Linked DNA regions of Mus musculus: regions 1, 2, 3, 5, 6 and 7 are each linked to region 4. The links are chromatin contacts, called in public HiCAR-type, HiChIP or PLAC-seq, Micro-C and promoter capture Hi-C maps. All regions are on one chromosome and are shown on one strand. Each heading gives the region's core, a stretch centred on a gene start, on an enhancer-like site or on the middle of the called end of the contact. The rest is flanking DNA. Distances are from core to core; before and after follow the strand shown.

The links. Promoter capture Hi-C pulls out the DNA fragments that hold promoters and counts their contacts. Hi-C and Micro-C count contacts between places; a contact is called where the count stands out from the background. HiCAR-type assays count read pairs that join an accessible place to other places. HiChIP or PLAC-seq counts read pairs in DNA pulled down with a chosen protein or histone mark.
Region 1: a contact with region 4 is called in a HiCAR-type map of astrocytes, with 2.9 times the contacts expected there. The contact joins the promoter of Tbc1d1 here to the promoter of Klf3 in region 4. A contact is called at or near these places in 7 of 39 promoter capture datasets (the HPC-7 cell line, HPC-7-derived erythroid cells, cranial neural crest and 5 more), 1 of 15 datasets of contacts at CTCF or cohesin (large pre-B cells), 7 of 484 Hi-C or Micro-C datasets (B cells, the HL-1 cell line, LSK cells and 4 more), 14 of 115 datasets of contacts at active chromatin or transcription factors (the NIH/3T3 cell line, astrocytes, bone marrow-derived macrophages and 10 more) and 1 of 9 other capture datasets (liver).
Region 2: a promoter capture Hi-C map of pre-B cells shows a contact between it and region 4, with 2.5 times the contacts expected there. The contact joins the promoter of Rfc1 here to the promoter of Klf3 in region 4. A contact is called at or near these places in 5 of 39 promoter capture datasets (cranial neural crest, liver, neutrophils and 2 more) and 2 of 115 datasets of contacts at active chromatin or transcription factors (extraembryonic endoderm stem cells and memory CD8 T cells).
Region 3: a Micro-C map of embryonic stem cells shows a contact between it and region 4, with 11 times the contacts expected there. The contact joins the promoter of Ube2k here to the promoter of Klf3 in region 4. A contact is called at or near these places in 3 of 484 Hi-C or Micro-C datasets (embryonic stem cells and erythroblasts) and 1 of 115 datasets of contacts at active chromatin or transcription factors (memory CD8 T cells).
Region 5: a Micro-C map of embryonic stem cells shows a contact between it and region 4, with 4 times the contacts expected there. The contact joins the enhancer-like site here to the promoter of Klf3 in region 4. A contact is called at or near these places in 5 of 39 promoter capture datasets (the C10 cell line, cranial neural crest, frontonasal cranial neural crest and 1 more), 5 of 484 Hi-C or Micro-C datasets (all in embryonic stem cells), 22 of 115 datasets of contacts at active chromatin or transcription factors (the SCID.adh cell line, astrocytes, bone marrow-derived macrophages and 16 more) and 2 of 9 other capture datasets (adipose tissue and liver).
Region 6: a contact with region 4 is called in a promoter capture Hi-C map of neutrophils, with 4 times the contacts expected there. The contact joins the enhancer-like site here to the promoter of Klf3 in region 4. A contact is called at or near these places in 8 of 39 promoter capture datasets (the C10 cell line, the SN4741 cell line, hippocampal neurons and 3 more), 4 of 484 Hi-C or Micro-C datasets (brown adipocytes, cerebral cortex, cortical neurons and 1 more), 13 of 115 datasets of contacts at active chromatin or transcription factors (T-cell acute lymphoblastic leukemia, astrocytes, bone marrow-derived macrophages and 10 more) and 2 of 9 other capture datasets (adipose tissue and liver).
Region 7: an H3K4me3 HiChIP or PLAC-seq map of embryonic forebrain shows a contact between it and region 4, with 4 times the contacts expected there. The contact joins the promoter of 5830416I19Rik here to the promoter of Klf3 in region 4. A contact is called at or near these places in 1 of 39 promoter capture datasets (the HPC-7 cell line) and 6 of 115 datasets of contacts at active chromatin or transcription factors (astrocytes, bone marrow-derived macrophages, embryonic forebrain and 3 more).

What each region holds. Positions count from the first base shown.
Region 1 is chr5:64,158,887-64,161,765 of GRCm38.p6, forward strand. Tbc1d1 (TBC1 domain family, member 1) reads left to right here and starts at 1,374. Exons shown (of 22, transcript NM_001310611.1): 1 at 1,374-1,619.
Region 2 is chr5:65,334,126-65,336,977 of GRCm38.p6, forward strand. It overlaps Rfc1 (replication factor C (activator 1) 1), which reads right to left and starts at 1,514. Exons shown (of 25, transcript NM_001347357.1): 1 at 1,399-1,514. The coding sequence starts at 1,401.
Region 3 is chr5:65,535,869-65,538,605 of GRCm38.p6, forward strand. Ube2k (ubiquitin-conjugating enzyme E2K) reads left to right here and starts at 1,377. Exons shown (of 7, transcript NM_016786.4): 1 at 1,377-1,678. The coding sequence starts at 1,616. It also overlaps a transcript of Smim14 not described here.
Region 4 is chr5:64,802,089-64,805,070 of GRCm38.p6, forward strand. Klf3 (Kruppel-like factor 3 (basic)) reads left to right here and starts at 1,433. Exons shown (of 6, transcript NM_008453.6): 1 at 1,433-1,703. It overlaps Gm38457, which reads right to left. Exons shown (of 2, transcript XM_006504241.4): 1 at 1,962-2,982; 2 at 282-1,871. The coding sequence starts at 2,201. The coding sequence ends at 1,407.
Region 5 is chr5:64,236,063-64,238,907 of GRCm38.p6, forward strand. All of the region lies in intron 2 of Tbc1d1 (TBC1 domain family, member 1), which reads left to right. Among named protein-coding and RNA genes, the nearest start is that of Gm46913, 9.8 kb to the right of the region's middle. Within about 2 kb of position 1,364, at least 26 of the 459 cell types and tissues checked have an H3K27ac peak or open chromatin away from gene starts, as enhancers often do. A contact at or near this core is called in astrocytes, bone marrow-derived macrophages, embryonic stem cells and 2 more, where this site is marked.
Region 6 is chr5:64,211,631-64,214,330 of GRCm38.p6, forward strand. The region is part of intron 2 of Tbc1d1 (TBC1 domain family, member 1); the gene reads left to right. Among named protein-coding and RNA genes, the nearest start is that of Gm46913, 34 kb to the right of the region's middle. Within about 2 kb of position 1,276, at least 50 of the 459 cell types and tissues checked have an H3K27ac peak or open chromatin away from gene starts, as enhancers often do. A contact at or near this core is called in adipose tissue, bone marrow-derived macrophages, liver and 1 more, where this site is marked.
Region 7 is chr5:64,043,649-64,046,443 of GRCm38.p6, forward strand. It overlaps 5830416I19Rik (RIKEN cDNA 5830416I19 gene), which reads left to right and starts at 1,325. Exons shown (of 3, transcript NR_045384.1): 1 at 1,325-1,350; 2 at 1,501-1,539.

The DNA of each region.
Region 1 (2,879 bases), core at 124-2,623, 640 kb before region 4:
CCTTCTGGAAGTAGCCATGGTCTGTAGGCCACAGAGCGGGAAGGACAACTTAACAATGGGGTTGAAGATAAAAGCATGAAACAGTGATAGTATGATGCTGAAGACGATAGAGTTTAGCTGGATAACCTGATCTTTTCCTGCGGAGCATTTTCCACGAACCAATCAACACTCTTTTCCTTAGACTATTCCTGGCTATATCTATTCTCATTCATTCTCTCTCTCTCTCTCTCTCTCTCTCTCTCTCTCTCTCTCTCTCTCTCTCTCTCTCTCTCTCTCGATCTGAAACTAGGAAGACAAACTATGGTGTAATAAAGAATGAACTAACCCCACATGGCAGCTACGGAGGGCTCTAGATACAATCCAAGCCACGTGCACCGCTCACTTTTCTTGGATCCCTTCTGCTCTTTGGAGTGAGTCTGCCTCTTTAACTTGCGGGAATGGTGCTTTGAGAGGTTTCTGTGGCTCTCTGGCGTGCACACAGACGCGCAGTGCGTGCGTGTGTGTGCTCCGCACGCAGAGAGGGAAAAAGCGCGCGGTCCGGGCTCTGCGTCACTCCCCGCACCTGGCCAGAGATGGGTTTAGTAGAGGCTAATCCGCGGAGGGCACTTCATCCCGGGTGTTTCTCTGAGTCCCCGATTTTGCTGCCTGGAGTGCCAGCGTCCCATCCTGCTTCGGTTCCTGGTTCCCCCCACCAGCCCCCATCCTGCCATTCGACCCCAATGCAAGAAGGATGAGGCGGGGGAAGGGCTGGTGGCTGGGTGGCCTGCGGGTACGCTGCGCAGTGATCTCCGGGTCCGTTTCGGAGGGTGCGTGCAGAGAAGCAGGATCCCTCAGGGAGCGCGGGCTCCGCTGCCACCTGCTGAGAACCTCGCACGCCAAAACAGCCTCGGGCAGGGCTACCTGCTATAAATAAGCGGTCAAGAGCCCGGTGTGTGACCACACATCCCGCCGGGAGGGCCATAATCACTTGTGAGCACGCAGGGAATATTCCGGGCCAGGACTTCGCGCTGAGGCTGGATGGGGTGGCGATGCTTGCACCTTCCCCGAGCTCTCGTGGGGTGGCGCCTGGTGGCCCCTGGGCGGGCTGAGGATGGACCGCTGGGGAGCGAGGGGAGGGAGGCCGCGGAGGACCCGCACTGCAGCAGCTGTTGCTCGCCTGTGACTCGCCAGTCTGGGCCGAGTCGCCTAGCCAGAGTCGCTTGGTGCGGAGGGGAAGGGAGGGCATCTACTCCTGTTCTTGGCTCCCGGGGGACTCACTAGGGAGATTCCGGCTGCTGTCCCCCTCCCCCGCCTCTGCTTTCCCCAGCGCTCGCCCAGCCCGGGAGGAGGAAACGCGAGCGAGCCGCGCGCAGACACCTCCTCCTCCTCCTCAGCTGCTGTCGCCGCCGCCGGCCACACCGCGGTGCCTGTTGCTGCAAGCCACCTCGGACCGACCGTCTCTTCAACCCGCAAGAGAAGCAGAGACTGTGGAGTGGACCCCCACCCCAGCAGCGTGGGGCGGCAAGAGCACAGCCAGCTGAGGACCATGGACGCCCCGCCCGCCCAGGCCATCTTCTGGGTGCCCGGGAGCACCTGCGCGCCCTAGCTCAGCCCGGAGTTCTGAGCGTGCCACCTCACTGGTAGGTTCCACCTTGGGTCCTTAGGGTGCGGGGCAACCCTCCACTTCCAGCATGCCCCTGAGCTCCCTTGCTGCAGAGAAGGCGCGGTCCCGCCACCCAAGGGCGTTGCTGCCGGGTCTCTTGGGGTGCTCTGGTGGGGGAGGGGGAAGAGGCGGGATTTCAGAGCTACCTTGTTGTCCTCTGCTTGGGGGTGGGGGGGGGGGGGAGAAACCTTGATGCTTTCTGCGCTGCGACGAAGGTGCTCAGGTCCCCTGCTCCTCCTCCTTGCATATCCCGCCCCACTCCCTCCCGCCAAATATCACCGGGGCACAAGTGTTTGTAAGGCATCCAGCTCGGACGAGGCCGGTCAGAGTGACCCCAGGCCGCCTTTTGAAAGTTCAGGGTACTTTGCAGCGGTAACTTTGGCAGCTTCTCGGTGCACGCAACATTTCTTTCTATGGGCACATCCTGTGCTGGTCATTTTGAAACCCGGCTTGATTGTTTCCTAGCAGCTTCCGGGTTGCTACGTGAGTAAGAGGCTCACTCTAACTTCACAGGTTGCTGTTCTCTTCTTTTCTAAAAGATGTGTCGTTCTGTTTGAACCCCACCTAGGTGTGGCGTTCCTGGTTGTGATTTTATTTTAAATGCCTTGTTCTCCGGAAGTTGCTTAAAAAGGAAAAGAAATTGAAAGTGATGAGTGTTTCTCTCAGCAAACATCTTCAGCGCCCTGGTACTGATGATGGCAGGCATTCACCTCCTACGTACAACCCTCCTTCGTCCTCTTAGTGGCTGCAAGCCGTTCTTCTATTTAGAGCCAGGTGTTAGAAGGGAATTTTTGAATGACCTAATTTAAATGGGTCACACCCAGGAAGCTCAGCTGTCTCTACAAGTCTAAACTTCTAAACTTTTTGCGTTGCACCTCCATGGGCAAAGATCCCTTTTAAGACCCCCTCGATGTGAAGTGGGATTCCCATGAGTTGGAGAATGGCCACACTTAGGCTTTATTGTTTGTGGAGCCTGCTCAAGGTGGGAGGGGTGGGATGGGAGAAGGAGAGGGCAGCTGTACCCAAAGGTAGGAATGTATCACTTTTCAGGGTCTCACTACCTTGCCTGAGAGCTCGCTGAGGCTAGCGAGTTCTTTTCTCTTTTCTCAGCATTCACGGTGCCCCCCTTCTGCAGAGTCAGTTCCTCCCTGGGAACCCTGAGGACTTTCTTAAGGAACCAGGAAGAGGCATGAAAAGTACATAAACGGGTGGGTGCTTTGCAAAACTCTTAGCAATG
Region 2 (2,852 bases), core at 264-2,763, 530 kb after region 4:
AACTGGAGAGGTATGACTGAAGAGATGTCTCAGGAGTTAGAGTACTTGCTGCTCTTTCAGAGGACATGAGTTCAACTCCAATTCCAAAGGGTTCAACACCCTCTTCTGGCCTCTGATGGCATCAGGCATGCATAGTCACAGAAATATACTCAGACACAACATACACGTTACAAGTCAAATAAGAATGTATTGGACTTGGGGGCTGAACAAATGGTTCAGTGGTTAAGAGTGCATATTGTTCTTTGCAGAGACCCTGACTTCCAGAACTAACACCCACAGAAAGCAGCTCAAAACCACCTGTAACACCACCTCTGGAGGATCTGACACACTCTTCTGGCTACCATGGGCCTTCAAACATATGTGTGCATACACAAACTATGTGTGCATATACAAACACAGATACACATAACTAAAATAAGAATAAATATTTTCCAAAACAACACTTCAGATGAATTTCTAGACGGTATTTAAAGCAAACTCACATATTATCCCGAAAATAAAAAGGCCGACTCTGGGTGGCTACCATCACTATCTTTTTTCCCCAAAGAATAAAAAACAGAGAGCTGAAACTTTTTCCAGTTTGGTGTAACACTTTTCTCCCCTGCATGCTGGTGTTCTGACAAGCTTAAGAATAATAAAAGTGTGTGTAAGTGTGATTGTTAAATATCTTGTAGATTAGCTGAACATCTTCAGTGGTCCAGTAAATTAAAAATTATTTCCAACTTGTATCTGTCTCCTATGCCAGGGACTTTCAAACAATTTCACTTTCAAACTATTTGAATGTCCACTACATTGAATTATTGAAGTTGGAACTGAGGTTTAAAAAAAAAAAAAACTACTTATCGTAACAGGTGATAAGAGATGACAGCTGTCAAATACAGAACATCCGTCTGTACTCGCCGTGTTTTTATTCCTGGTAAACCAGGATCCGCTCAACTCCTATAAATTATTCTAAACAAAATAAACAAATAAACTTCCTTGTGTCACAGCTGACACTCGCTTCCAGGAAGCTGATTCAAGCTGAAGGCCCGAGCAAACTTCTCCCTGCGAAAGCCAAGTGTGACATTCTTCCACGCAAAGCTTGAAGTCGGGACTTTAGGAAGCACTCCAACAGAGATGATTTGGGACAAGGCTGTACACGAAAGTAACTTTTAACGCCCCGTCCAAATCAACTTTCTTCTTCCTTCCTCCCTTCCCCCAAGAGTCGGGGGGGTGGGGATGTGAAATTGCCGCGTAGCAGCCACCTCCCTGCAGCTGCGTCCCTGGTGCGCCCCGCACCCTAAGCCGGGCCCCTCGGAGCCCTCTGCATCGTCCTCCCCATCCCGCACCGCGGCGGCGCCCCGTTCACACCCCCGCCTGCAAAGCCTCTGTAGCTGCACGGCCTCCCGGGCGGCTCACCATCGCAGCCCCACGACCGAACAGGAGCAGGTGGGCAGGCCCGTGGCTGGGGTAATTCGTTATCGGGGCTCGGGATCCATTGGCGCCAACAACTTCTCCCGCGAAGTAGCAGAAGCGCGGGCGGCGGCGCGCGGCGATGACGTCGGAGGCGCGCGTTCCCCGCGGCCCCGCCCCGAGGCGGGAGCTGCGCACTGGGTGCAGGACCACAGCCCTAGCAACCGGAGGGTTGCTACCTTGTAGGACGGCGAGTGCGCGTGCGATCGTGGCCGGGAGACGCCCAATTTGGGATCTGAGGCTGACTTCCTCTAAGCCGGGTTCCCAGGTGGCTTCCTTCCTGCAGTACACGCACGTGCTGCAAGGGCAGTGCTCTGTAGCCGCTTCCAGAAGTTCTTACTGCCACCACGGTAGGATGAAGTGTATTCGATGCGCCCCGCAAAGGTCAACTGTTCTCATCAAACTTTACACTGATTTATTTTATTTTTAATGTTTGACCTATTGATTTTGGCTCAAACTAACAGACCCTTAGTGAATGGACATTTTTTTTAACTTTTTAATACATTTATCTATTGAAGATGGAATGACAAGCTGTGGTCAGAGAACAACTTTCAGGGAACCTTCCATCACGTGGGTATATGTTTGCATTTAACGGACTGTTTACAGTAAAGGCATTTTGTTTGTTTGGGGGGGTTGTTTTTCTGAGGCAGAAGATCATGTGACTTGTCCAGGTCCCAAACTCCTTATGTAGCTGAGAATGACCTTGAACTTCTGATTTCTCTACTGCCTCCCAAACGCTGAAATCTCAGATATATGCCAACACTCCTGCTTTACACGATGCAAGGGATCAAACTCAGAGCTACTGTGAATGCATGCAACCAACTGGGCAACCCTCAGCCCCAATGTCTTTGCTCTAAAACTACCAAGCTAAGAGAACTAGCCCCCGGGACTGGAGAGATGGCTCAGCGGTTAAGATCACTGACTGCTCTTCCAAAGGTCCTGAGTTCAAATCCCAGCAACCACATGGTGGCTCAAAACCATCCGTAATGAAATCTGATGCCCTCTTTTGGAGTGTCTGAGGTCAACTACAGTGTACTTACATATAATAAATAAATCTAAGAAAGAAAGACAGGAAGGAAGGAAGGAAGAAAACTAGCCCCTTAATTCCTTCCTAAAGCTTCATTAAGTCTCTTAAAGAATAGTCAAATCTTTGACATAACCAAGACACGCCCACACAGGGGAAAAAAAAAAAAAAAACAAGAAAAGATTTAGGATAAGCAAGCTTTGGAAGCTGCTCTTGCTATGAAACTCTAGTGGGCCTGCCTCCACCACCCCACTGCTGGGATTATAGGGGTGGTAGCCCACACCTGGCCAGCAAGTTTCCTATGAGTAAATGAGCAACCTGGTTGTGGAATAGAAATTAACAATTGCATATAACTTTAAGAGAAAACGTGACTATC
Region 3 (2,737 bases), core at 127-2,626, 730 kb after region 4:
CTCCTTATCTCACAGATGAGGGAAACATGATTCTCGAACTGATGGTCCTCCTGCTTCTGACTCCCAATCTAGGATTACAAGCTTGTACCACCACACTCAGCTAGCATTAGTCTTAAAATGGAATACGGAACTGATCGATTAGGTGAATACATGAAACATATTCCTACAATAACACCTTCATAATTTCAAAATGTTATTTTCTTTCTTTTTTTTTTATTTTTACTTTTTTGGTTTTTCCAGACAGGGTTTTTCTGCATAGCCCTGGCTGTCCTGGAACTCACTCTGAGACCAGGCTGGCCTCGAACTCAGAAATCCGCCTGCCTCTGCCTCCTGAGTGCTGGGATTAAAGGCGTGCGCCACCATGCCCGGCGCTCAAAATGTTATTTTCAAAGTACCTCTCAGCACCCACACCATATTGTTTTAAACTCTACTAACCACTTTCAAATAGCCTCTCCACGTTATTGCTCAATTAAATAATTTTACTCGTTTCTCTTTTCTCCACTCAACTATATTCACTCAATACAAGCGCCAAACACCTTTGTAAGTTTAAAGCTCTTTCGGCCTTCTATTTCTTCAACTGTCACTATAATAAATACAGTTCTTCACATGCTTAATCCAGTCATTCCCACAGCGTGGCCGCTGAAAAACGGGCAGCAGGGAGCTTGCTAGGAATGCCAATTCTTAGGTCCATCCACACTCTAGAGATAGGTGCTAACAATCTTAACCAGCTCTCCAGGGATTCCGAGGCACTTTCAAGTTTGAAAAACACCTTAGTTCTGCAGTTCAGCATTGATTATCTAAACAGGGCAAAGATGTAACTTCTGGCTTTTAAACCCATCACAGGCCTCTTTCTGGCAACACCTGTATCAATTACAAGCCGTGGGACACAACCATTACACAACCTTAAACATCTGTAATACCTGAGATGACCGAATAATAGTTGCCTTATCATGGTTCCAGAACAAAAGCTACGGCAGTGGATTTCCCGGGGGTTTACCAACGGACGCTGGGCAGGACCCAGTTCCTGCATAGCTTTTTCCTCCGCTAGACACAGGGAGGCACTTCGAGCCCGTGGGTTCTGGGTCTGGCCGAGTTAGAGCGGGGCTCGGCCCGGCTAGGGCCGGGGACACCCGCCAGGCCGGGCTCCCACCTCGGGTCCCAGCCTAGGGACTGGAGGTCTCTCTGTAAAGGAGGCCGAGGGGCAGGGGAGGACCCGGCAGGCCCAGACCCCGCGGACAGGCCGCGAAGCCGCACCCTCCTGGCCCCAGCCGCCGGCAGGGCGGAGCCACGCGGCCGAAGCCCCGGCTGAGACGCGCGGCGCGGCGCGGCGCGGGCTCGCTGCTGGAGACGTATGGGGCTCCCACTGGAGCGGCTGCGCCGCCCGGTCGGGTCAGCGTGGTGCGCATGCGCGGACCCGGCGCCATTTTGGTGGCCGGGCGCGGAGGTGATTCTACAGTGAGGAGGAACGCGACGGCGAGGGTGGCAGTGGCAGCGTTCGTGTGCTCGGGTCTGAATCGCTGAGGGAGGAGGCGGCGGCGGAGGAAGAGGTGGCAGCGGTGGCGGTGGTCGTAGCGGTGGCGGAGGAGGCGGGTACGAATCAGCTGCGGGCAGAGACATGGCCAACATCGCGGTGCAGCGAATCAAGCGGGAGTTCAAGGAGGTGCTGAAGAGCGAGGAGGTCAGGAACGAGCTACCGGACGCCCCCATCTCAGCCCCGGGCGGCAGGGCCCCTTCCTTCCGCGACCCCCGGCGGGCCCTGGCCGGCTTCGCTGCGGCCGCCTCTCTGCCTCTGGGGAAGCGGCGGCCTCCCCTCCTCCTCCCGCCGCCTTTCCCTCCCCTCCCCGGGCCCTGGGAGAGGCGGTCTCGCGGGCGGCTGGCCGGCCGGCCGGCCTGGGGAGGAACGGGGTTTGGAGGGCCGATGCCGAAGCACTCGTCGGGGGCACGTGAGCTCTAGAGGGAGCCCCGAGGCGGTGGCGGCAACATCTGGAAGTGTGACTAGGCGGTGGGGAAGAAGGAGCAGGCCGAGAAAACCCGGGAAGTGGGTTGGGGGAAGGGGAAAGGTAGTAACTGGATCCCCCGGCCGCAGCGCACCCCCCAGGCCCACGCTTTTCGGGGTGTTCTGGAGATCGCCGGCCGGGGCCTTTGCTGTCTTCTCCTTGGGGAAGGAACCTCCACAGTCTTTAGGTATAGACGAGGGGAAGACTTTGAGTTACTCCCTTCCAGTGTAGTGTTGGGGGAAAGGGAGACATAATGGGAAGGGAACTGAAACAATTTCCACTACAGATAGAGAAATAATTCCGAATGAGGTGGTAATCTCTTTTCTACGGACCCAGCCCGTAACTAGGCCTCATCATTGACATTTAAAGCTTTTAGTCTGGTCAAAGGCAAGTTGTTTGTTAATTAAATGATTTGAAGTAGGGAGAATAATGGAGTGTCTGAGTAGCCTATTTCAGAATACTGTTTACCAGTGTCAGGCTCTCCTAGGGCAATGCCTCTGTGACTAGTGTTGTACTGTGAAACTTCATTATGATGTCCCTCATAGTTAACTTGAGTCTCACTTTTAAAAACAGGCCTATTAAAAAACAAGGGATTTCATCAGATAACACGTTATTGTAGTTCACTATTGAGTTAGGTTTATTTTTTTGACACAATATTATAGCAGGAAATAGCATATTAAGAAAAATAAAACTCCTAGTACATTGTAAGTCTTGCAAATTTTAAGTACATTAATGCTTGC
Region 4 (2,982 bases), core at 183-2,682:
ATTATACTGGAATGTGAACTAGTGGGTTCTGGGTCTCCTCAGGACAGACAATTTCAGTGTTGGAGGTTACTGGGTTCTAGTTTAATTGTACCTTGTAGTTACAACAAGGAGTGGGGAATCTATGTATCACTACGTTTTAAGTAGTACCATGCCTGGCTGAAGCATCAAAGTGAAGTGAGAATGGTGAACTTACAGGGCCTTTAAAACATCTTGAAGTAATAACAAGCCATAGACTGAAGCCGGGTTGTTTTAAAACATTACACAGAACTAAAACAATTGAACCAATTTGTCCTTTGTTCTTTTTATTGCGTTCCTTATTACATTAATACTGTTTTAAAAGGAAACTCAAAAGCCTCCGACTCTAGCCTAGCACCAAGCTCAGCGAAGTTGTCCTCGCGCTGGCCTGGTTTCCACGGAAAAAGTGCCTTGAGGCTCTTAAAGTGTGAAAGGAAAGGTCCCGGGGCTGAGCCCCAGGCCAGCCAGAGCTCTCGCCCCAGGTGGGAGGATCTGCCCGAAGTTTGCTAAATTTTCTGGCAGCAAGGCTGACCAGCGAACGCCTTTTCGCTCCAGAGCATCGGGCCCTTGGGGAGTCGCACTCCTCCGGGGGTCTCCACCTTTCCAAGAAAAGTCCCTCCAGGCTGGAAGCGGCCCCTGCAGGGTAGGCGAAAGAACAGGGGCGACCCGAAGTCTCCGAACAGCGCCAGCGCGCAGGCTGCAGCGCGACCCCTGTGCACAAGGCAGCGATCGCTCCTGGAGCACCGCGCTCCCCGACGTAGGGACAGGGCATCCTGGGCCGCAACACCCGCTCCACCGCCCTCTGCCCGGGAGGGGCGGCCCTTCCCGCGGGAGCGAGTGATTGACGGCCTCGCTCCCCCACTCCTCGGCTCGCCTGCGAACCCGGGCTGTGTGTTTTGGAAGCGGCGCTAGGGGCCGTAGAGCGTGTGACGCCCGGAGCGGGCCAACGCCGCCCTTCCTTCCCCCCGGGGCTCGGGCCGCAGCGAGGAGGCCAGGACAGCTAGGGCGGGGCCGCGGGCTCAGGGCGCCGGGCGGAGCGCTCAGGCGGGGTGGAGGCCCAGGGTGGAGAGCCGGGCGGGGGCCGCTCACGCCCAGCCCCGAGGCCGCGCCGCGCCTCCCGGGACAGGTCGAGCCGGCGGGGCGGCGCCCGGCTCCGGGGAATAATGAGTGTCTGTCAGGCTGGCCCCGGGTGACTGGGCGGGGCGCGGGCGGGGGCGGCGCGGGAGGCGGGGGCGGGGAAGGGCAGGGCGGGGTGCGTGTTTGCCAGTGACTCGCCGACCCCTCCGGCGGCTGCCTCCACCCAAGTGGGTGGGGACCCCTCCCAGCCCGGGCGGCTGTGGCGGCTCCCGCTGCCCCTCCCTGACCCTCCCACCCCGGCTCCCAGCCTCTACTTACCCCGCCAGCCCCGGGGAGGCTCGCAGAGCGAGCGGCGCCGGCGTCATGTGACTGCCCAGAGTTGGTGCCAAGGAGCCAGAGGGGAGCGGGGAGCCGAGCCGCGCGGAGCCGCGGCCGGAGCGCAGTGCGAGCGCCACCCGAGCCAACCCCACCCGCGCGTCCGTGCGGTCGCGGTCCCTATCCCGGACGCCGTCCGGCCCGAAGCGCTTGACCTGCCGGCCCGCGGGGTTCCGGGCGCCGGGGAGCCGGGCCTGGGTTTCTTGGCCGCTGCGCTCGGCACCGCGCTTGGCAGAGTAAGTCCCCGCGCCCTCACCTTGCCGTCCTGCGCCCCGCTTTGCGCCGCATCTGCTTGCTTCTCTCTCTTTCTCTCCTTTTTTTTTTCCCTTCGGAGAAAGCAGGACGCGGAGAACGGGTTCGGGGTGCAGCGAGGGCTCCTTCGGGCTTGGGAAAGTGCTTCGGAGCTGGGGTGGAGGAGCGAGGGGGAGGGGATGGCGGGCGGGATCGTGGGATAGGGGAACTCGGTGGATTGGGAGCCCGCGGGCGGGGCTCACCTGTGTGGTCCCGGGTCCCCCGCGCTCGGTTCCCATCGGAGCCCCCGGCGCACCCCGCGAGCGGCCGCGTTGGAAGGAGCCAGGTAGCGGCGAGGCCGCGCGCCTGCTCCTCCCCCTCCCGCCTGGACTCGGGGCTCCCGCCCCCCGCCCGCGCCCCCCAGCTGCCGCCCAGCAAACTTGGAGCCCAGCCTCCAGCGCCCCTGGCGAGAAACTTGGGGGCGATTGGGACTGAAGAAGCATCCCCTTTTCCGTACCCGGAGCGCGCTAACTGCTGGGTCATTTGGCTTGTGGGGGAAGGCAGGGGGGAGGAAAAGAACCACCGAGGTTTGGAGAGACTGCCTTTGGGGACTTGGAGAGAACCTGCCGCAGTGCCTGAAGCAAAGGATTGCAGCGTGGCTAGCAGTGCAGAGCGCCTTCGGTGTTAGGGAACCGGAGCCCTGTAGGGACCACAGGACAGTGGTGTGGACCAGAACCTTTGGATAGCTTGGAGGTGGCAAATAAGAGTTGGAATTGTCATATCCATGTCTTTGGCGGATAACAGAAACACTTCTGTAAATTTTTACTGCAGTACTTACAATAGTAGTATTTTACAATAATACTAATTGAATATGAATGAGCCTTTGAATAATTCAGGTTAAATGGACACTGGATAATGTTTACCTTGTATTCTTCAAAATAAACACTTTACACAGAGTCATTGAGATTTTATTTTACACGGAGTCATGAGATTTGGTTCTAAGAACTTATATTTTTTTTCCTCTAATATTGTTGGAGATACTTTATTCTCAAGAGTGGTGTTGGGGGGGAAGTATGAATTGGTATTCTGAATTCATTTGGATTTGATATCTTGTCACTAAGCAAAATTGAGTGAACGTGGGCCAGTTAAGATAAATGAGAACTTTATGCATAAATTTGAGGAACACTTTTTATAAGAAATTCTGCTTGCATGATAACTTGCCTCATCCCAGGAATGTAACAAACATCTTAATAATTTTGTAAGTTAGGGTTTATGAAGAAAGAG
Region 5 (2,845 bases), core at 114-2,613, 570 kb before region 4:
CGGATTTTCTGGGTTCAAGGCCAGCCTAGCCTGGTCTACAAAGTGAGTTCCAGGACAGCCAGGGCTACACAGAGAAACCCTGTCTCGAAAACAAACAAACAAAAACATATGCCATGGTTTCACTTGGGTTTTTTTCTTTCTATATTTTGTTTTTTATTATTTTTTGTTTGTTTCATCTGCAAGAGAAACCTAAAAAAAGAAAATCAGTGACCTTGAAATTGGCTGTCTAGGGAACCAAAGTGGAAGAGGTACTTTTGTACCTCATACTCCAACACATTGTTTAAAAATTTGAATTTTTTATGTAGTAACCATTCAGTTTATCAAGTTCAAAGTCTTTGGTGTAAACACTTCTTTGTACTTACATCTTTGCTCAACATAACATTAGAATATTATCACAGTCTAGGAATTGGAGTAGTGTTTGATGAAAATGATACTTTGCCTCCTCTCCTTTCTTACAAAAATACATTTCAAGTGCTATTAGAACCAGTAGACAGCAGAGCAGTTGCAAAGTGCCGGGGCAAAGGACCAAGAGGGACTTTTCGGGTTGTGCCAAACAAGGTGGGACCCTCAGAATTGGTCAGGGTGACATGGTGAGGAAGAAGTCCTAGATCTTTTGAGACACAGCGTGATGCCAGTGTGCTCTCCACAGCTGGAGCCAGCCGGCTGTCTCCCTTCCAGTCCTTAGTTAGCATGTCTTGCCTCTGCTCCCGGGGCGTCCAGGCTAGTCTGTTTGCACCCTCTTTTCACTTCAACTGGCATGTTCTCTTGGCTTCCACTTGTATCACATGGTGCAAGTGTTTCTCCAAGGAAGATGACAGCTAAGGCTGTGAGCTGGATTTTGATAATCTTAACAGGAATGTTGTATTCGACAATGTTTTGGTAGACTTATCTGAAAAAAACAAAAAACAAAAAACAAAACAAACAGTAAGCTGGGAAGATCATTTCCTAGTGTTCTTGCTCTTTTCCTGCAGATTATTTCATATCTGTCGCGTGTTATAACAAGAAGAGATGTGTGAGCTCTGTTGGCTTATTTTGACCCGAACTGTTCTGGTTAAATTTGCAGAGCCTGTTTTCTCATTCTGAAACAAACAAACAAACAAACAAACACCAAACCCTTCATATCTGTTTGTTTTTTTGTTTCCTTTTGTTTGTTAAAATCTATTTTTGACTAACATCAGAGTATGAATAGGAAACTGAAGACCATTTGTAAACATAGTCTGTTAGAACCTGGTTGGATAGGTAGTTGGGTTGAGTGGATGATGGTTGCACAGTGTGAAGGGCTGAGGGAACAGAGATGAGAGACGACAACACTTGCATCCTTTGAGCATTGTGTAGTTTAGGTGGGGGAGGTGGCCTGTAAGGGAAGGTTAATTGCAAATTAACTAGGCTGTGTTTGCAGGGCTCAGCCAGGGTTCTGGGGAGAATGGAAGGTGAGGTCTGTGTGAAATCTGTAGGAAAGGGCAAACAGGTCACACACAGTGTGGGAGGCTAAGGGAGAAAGAACATGGTTAGGAAGCACTAGTGGGGAAGAAATAGTACCCTAATTGATTGTCCAACACCAAGTAGTTAGCCACTCTCAGCATCCTGTAGTTAACTAGTTACATAGTTACCAGTTTGTCTAGGAGTGGAGCCCCCAGGAGATTTCTACTTTAACATGTCTGTCAGTGTCTTTGTTCAGGTCTTGTTTAGGCATCTATATGGTAGAGGTATCATGAGTGAATCTTCACTCTCGTTCTAGGAGAGACAGCCTGACAGATTTCCTGGTCCTTGGGCTCTGATAATCTTACCACCCCTCCCCCACATTCTTGTGTTTCACAGCTGTCACAGTCGCTTCCCACTTTTAGTACCTTGCATAATTCCTTCTAACACCAGTTTTTTTTTTTTTTTTTTTTTTTTTTAATCTTGAGGAAGGCCTATTATTTTAACCAAATTATTGATACTTGGGTAGATTCAGAAATGAAGGCGCTTTTTTTCATCCCAGCACATCCTATTTATGGTTGTGGCTCAGGTGTGGAAATTCTGGTGGAACTTAGTTCTGTTGTTCAAAGTGGAGTGGAGCTTTGAATGTGATTCCGTTTGTTCTCTTCTGCATAAAGAAGCTGGCGATGAACCAGAGCAATGAAGTCAATTTTGGTCACTAAGTTCTCATAGCTAGTTTATGGCTAAACTTAACCCCGAATTTCTTGTCTCTGGGTTTTGTATATATTAAATATTGCCTTGCTGACTTGTGAGTCAAAGCTATACATATCTTTGAAACAATGTATTGTATTTCTCATATCTTTATTTAACCACATGAGAGCATACTTGTGAATTTCAGATCATGGTGGGCATGGGAAACGTCAGGGGTGGGTAGGAATTATGAGCAGTGGTTGGGGTGAGTGGAGAGCCTTTACTTATGAAGGGTGTCATTAACACAAGGCCCGTGGCCTGGGAGAGCAGCTGTGTGAACGGTGTGCAGGTAGAGAGTATGGCCTGAACCTTTGCAGAGTGAGACCATTGAGGTCCAGTGTGGCAGAGTATCCCTGGCGCTGGGCTGTGGTGACTCACTGGTCCATTTATTTAGTTCTCTTGTTCCCAGGAAGACTCATAGGAAATGAGCTATATGTATAATGGATTTCCTTTCCTTCAATAAGGGTGATGGATTTTGTTTGGAAAAGCATTACCTATATTGGGCATTTAAGAGAAGGGGAAACTTGAATTAACATTAAAACATGGAGAGGAAGAGGTAATTACATATCTGGACACTTTATGTGTGCCAGCCATGATGGGAGTAGCCAAGTTCTGTAACATACCTGATTCTTGGAGTAATTATGATCCTAGTGTGGTTGTTGGCTCTTCCTATGTG
Region 6 (2,700 bases), core at 26-2,525, 590 kb before region 4:
GAGCCCTCTCTGAGTGTACCTACTTTAATCTTGGACTTCCAAGCCTTTGGAACTAAGTATGGGCTGAACAAACCTCTATTCATCTCTCAATGTAGCCATCTCAGGTATTCTGTCATGGCAACGGAAAGGGGGCTGAGGCAAGTTCCACTTCCAACAGATCCGAGGTGAATAGAGAGAGTTGAATAGAAGTCAGGGTGGATTATGTTTTATTTATTTATTTTTTTTAAAAAGGTGGCTTTATTAAAGGGCAGTAAGGAGTGAAATCAAAAGCCAGTTAGAAATTAGAAAACACTGTTCAACTGAGCTGTATGCCTTGGCTATTCTGCACTGTTCTTGAGAGGTTTGGAACATTCTGCAGGTCTGGTGGGTGGATGTTGCTTTTGTTGTATGGGTATGGGAAAAGGGGCTTAGGCATCAGGTAACTTGCCCAAATCTCACTGCCAGAGAAAGTGATGGTACTGAACTTCCCAGGCACGTCTGTCTGACTTCAGGTCTGGGCTCCTTGCAAGAGGTCATCCTGGCTCTCAGATCCTGTGCTAGGAGTGTAACGGTCATCCTAGCTCTCGGAGCGTGTCTTAAGTGTGTAAGTTCCTTATTGGAACAGTGGTCTGTACCATCATTGGCATTTTGTTTAAATACAAGTGGTCATGTTGCTCCATTCTACTTCAGCTTTCCGTGCTCGCTCAGTCCTCTCAAAAGGAGGCCCGCAGATTCTGAGAGCATGGTTTATTCCTGTAGACAAAACAGGAGACAGGAAATAGCAAAGGAGAAGGGGGGAAAGGCCAGGGTCAGGTCAGGATCTTCCCACGTCTTCTGTTCCCAGCTCATCAGGAGACAAATGAAGGCATGAAGGAAGTCCTAGAAGCTAGGGCGCAAACTTACTTTCTTGGGGCAGAGGAGAAAAAAGATCATAGCAGCTGGTAATACTTCTAGTTAAAGTATCAGTTGTCTTAAAATGATTGCTTAGTCAGTGTTGATAAACTTCCCTTTTCCTTCTCCTTCTCCTTTCATGCCAGGGCCTTGGATTCGGTTCGAGGCTTTGATGGAGACCTAGGTGGCACCTGGTGTCAATCTGAATCACCTGGGAGGCTCATAGGGGTTCCTGTGTAGTTGCTGAGTTCCATGACATAGTGAATTTCCTAAATTACAAGCTTGTTAGCATTGCGTGTTTGTGGGTTTTGCTGATACTGGTGAAAGTGGGTGGTGGTTAAGCCTCTGAAGGTGCTATTTCACAAGAAGCCATCTAGATGTAGCTAGAGACAAAATAGGTTGCATGTTCTGGGTTGCTTCTCTATGAAAGGATACTCAGAGCTAATCTCCAGAGACTATGCAAGTCTCATTGCTAGGATGCCCTACTGGCTCAGAGAGAAGATGTCAGCCTCTCTCCCCTGAAGACAAGTCCTAAGATGGCTGGGAACTTAAGTGCTTTGCCTGTGTCTCCCACTACCAAGAACCCACAGGGGCAGACACAGTGACTGTTCTGCCCACTGTCAGGTTGAAACACTCACCATTATCCTGGAACTGATTCTGTGGTGGGGTTTTCTAGACAAGTAACCTTTTGTCTCGGGTCAGCAGGTCAAAGGTGAGTGTCTACTGGGTGTGGGCATCTTCTTCCACCCATCCATGGCTCTTTACTAGGTGAAATAGATTTCCTCTGCAAATAAAGATGTCATATTGAAGAAATGCTAGGCCCCTCTTCTGAAAGAGTCATATATCTCAGAACTTAGGCCAAGTACCAATAGTCACATCTTGGGTGACAAGACGGGAAACATTTCTGGAATAAAACTCCCTCATCATAATCAGCCTTTTCCCATCAAATAGGTATGCAGTCTTGAACAGACTAACTGCTTCTAGCTGGCCTCTTGTATGTATGTATGTTTGTATGTATGTATGTATGAATGTATGTATGTATTCATTCACTCACTCACTTTACAACCCAATATCAGCCCTTCCTTTTCTCCCAGTACCCCGTCATGTAAGTCCTCCCCCCATCCCACCTTCTTCTCTTTTGAGAAGGGGAAACCCCCCATGGATGTTACCCCCCCTCCCCAAGTAATACCACCCTCACCCATAACATTGCTGCAGGACTAGATGCATCCTCTCCCATATATCTGGTCGCTTAGTGCTATAGTTGGGGATGCTTAAATATGTTTAAATGTTTGCAGTTTTAGTGCTTAAGTTTATAGTTTTTAACTGGATGTCTGGTACCCAGTAAATACATATATGTTTCTGTGAGAGGAGAAACGCAATAAATATTTGTTGGATAAACAAATTAACCAACCCCTCAGCTTTCCTCTTCACCACCTGTTTGTAGTTTTAGCTGTGTGAGAACTCCCCGGCTCTAATACCCTTTATTGTTTGGTTGTGAGGAGATTAATAACTATGGTATTATTTGGTTACATTATTACTATTTTCTTAGGATTATTATGAGGATGCTAAAAACCGGACCAACCAAGGGAATGCTTCAGAAATGACTAAAGTCCACTGATGGGTACATCTTGTCGTCAGCACAGTGTCACAGTTGTGCCTCTCTCAGGATCTTTAACATCTCCACGGTAGTCTCTAACCGTAATCATTTAACTTAACTGTGTTTTTAGCAATGGACAGGAACTCTTTCAATACCTTTTTGCATATGAAGCCTTAAGACCTGGGATATGAAAGCACTGAGCATACTTAGTTGAAATTCTGCATGTTTATTAG
Region 7 (2,795 bases), core at 75-2,574, 760 kb before region 4:
ACTTTTAAAAACAGTCTGCATTATAGCAGCTTGCCCTTTATCCTAACAAATACACTAAGGACAGTTTAGACTCTCAGTGGTACCTATTCCCTTATTTGTCAAACACAACGGATATATTGTATCATTCTATTTGTTCCCGGGATAATAGGTCTCCAAAGACATCTCCAACCTGAACAGAGGGACAATGTTTCCCATTGTGTGGAGACAGAAGTGCCAGTGGCAGCCCACCTCTGCACCATGCAGCTGCTGGTGGGATGCTCTGGCCTCCAGGCCCCTTGGAGAATGAGTGCAAAGTGGTTGCCAACTTCCTCCATCACAAATACTCATGTGTCAGAGATTTTTAAATAAAAAATTCAAGAACAGATGGCAAAAGAAAGACTCGTTATATGTGTGCAATCTAGGCTTTGTCTCCTATGCATGTTGCAGTCTCTGTGTGTGTGTGTATGTGTTTGTGTGTGTGTGAAACCAACATTAATGTCATTTCTTGGGGGATAATAAGCTCATTCTGCTAGCCCCACTTATGGCTAATAACAATCAACAATTATTGATGCTTTCTTCGTTGCCACCTCCTCCTCATGAATCAGCACATGAATATTTATGTCCATGCTAATCAGCACAGAAGACTGCTGCAGACAGGCGTCAAATTACACTTCTGGGTTAGAGACAGCCTCCTCTTTTTGAGGCATTTTGATCAAGAAAAACTTGGTGGGGGGCTGATTTCTTGAATTTATTTATTATTTACTTACTTATTTTTGTTAGAATGAAGAGAGAAAGTGGCTGAAAGGCTTGGGTTGAAAGTATGAACGACCTGCATGTGTGAAGGCTCAGTTACTGGATGGTAGTTTTAAAAGGTTCTGTGTACCTTGAAGAAGTCAGGCCTTCTTTGGAAGCTGGACGTTGAGAGGGGATTGTGGGATTCCCCATCTGTCTCAGTTTGGTCTACACCGTTTTCCAGAGTGGTCTCTGCTATCCCAGCCCCCATGATGGTTTTCATATGCCACTCCCACATCCGAACACAAAACAAAGAAATGTAATAAAAAGAATAAATAAAATGTTATCTAAAGAGATCATGTCTTGGCACATGACACTTTTATCTGGGGCGGGGGAGGGTAGGCTGGGGAAGGTTGGGGAAGTGTGGGGGGGATGGATGGACAAGCACCTTGTTAGAGAAATAGTCTGAAGGCTGAGAGTCTCCTCCCGTGGCCCTGTACTCGCTGGCGGTAATCCTAAACTGTAAACGTCTATCTGTCTATCCGTTTTAAACCACAACACTTTGCGACTTCCTTGTTTCACCCGCTCTGCTTTGGTCTGAACAAGCACTCTCAGTGCCACCCATTATTCTGCCGGGAGGTATGTGTCAGAGCCGGTGTGCGCGCCAGCTTCGCCAGCTTCGTGTTGGATGAGCTCGCTGTTCGGGGAGGGAGGTGAGTGGGGGTGCAGGGTTATTTCTAGAATGGCAGAGGCAGTATAGGATAATGTAGGAACGCTTTCTATCCTCAGGGTTGAAAGAAGATGGAGAAATGGCGACTCCGTTTCCAGGTAACTGTATCTGCATCTCTCCTAAGAATCCTGCTAACTCACACTGGTGTAGAAGTTACCATGATTGGGTCCCGTGCTGATTTGTACCTGTGTTAAAGCACTGAATCCTTTGAAGTAGATGTAGTCGTTGGCTACAACAATATGTGTGGTGGTAGCTGTATGACTCAAACCTACCTAAAGTTCTTAGCCACTGTAAGAGACTATCGGAGGCTGACTGAGGTCAAAGAGCCACTTATGTTTTGTGCCCTGGCATATGACTTATCCAGAGGCTCTTTGCTTTATTGCCTCAAAATCCTTCTCCTGGCCAAGCCCTGTAATCTCAGAGCCACAGTCAGTTCAAAGAGAGGATGTAGGTCTTCTCCTATTGTCTGACCGGCACCACTTCTTCTTAACACGGGTCAGTGCTGAGAGTGGCTACTGGTGTGTGAGCTAATGTTCTCTCTCTCTCTCTCTCTCTCTCTCCCTCTCCCCCCCTCCTATGAATCATGGCGTTCATGTCCTTAAATCAGTCATCCCTTCACATGACCAGCCCGGCAGACAATACAGTGGGTATGAGTACGGAGCTGCAGGCTGGCCACCGGCCAAGGGCTCCGGGTGGGAAGAGCAGGATTGCTGCCTGGCTCTGAGCCATGTCACATGCAGCAGGGCTTGGGTGGCTCTCCAGGGGACTCTTTCAGGCATACGAAACAAAAAGCAAGGGCCACACTCAAAGTTAAAAAGCTCTGTCACTGTTGGGTTTTCCTGTGGTTATTTTCCAAGAAAAACAAACAAACGTTATGACTGCTCTACTTTTGAAAATAAGTAGCAAGAAATTTGAATGTTAATCCACTGGCAGTAAAAATGTACTCTGTGGTTCTATGTCATAAGCAGTCACAGACACAGAAGTCTAGACACAGTTCTGTCCTTTCCAACTACGTGATGTTGGTCAGTTCTGTGAATTCTCTGGGTTTCGTTGTGCCTTGGAACCAGATGGAATACATTTATCTCGTAAGGATGCTCTTATCCTTAGTTCCTAGCTGAACCTGTTATCACGAGAGAGGTAGTGAGGATACAGTGCGAGAAAAGATATTTCTAGAATGACAGACCCAGTGTTGGGTATATGAAGGGTCTCTTTGCCTCCTGAAGAAGGGAGGCGGAGAAAACTGGAGATGCAGGGTTGTAGATTTGGTGTATTGCTTGTATTACGTTAATTGGGTTCCCAAAATTACATGGGAATTCGCACGTCTGCATGTAGGACGCGGAGGGTCCCTGCCCCC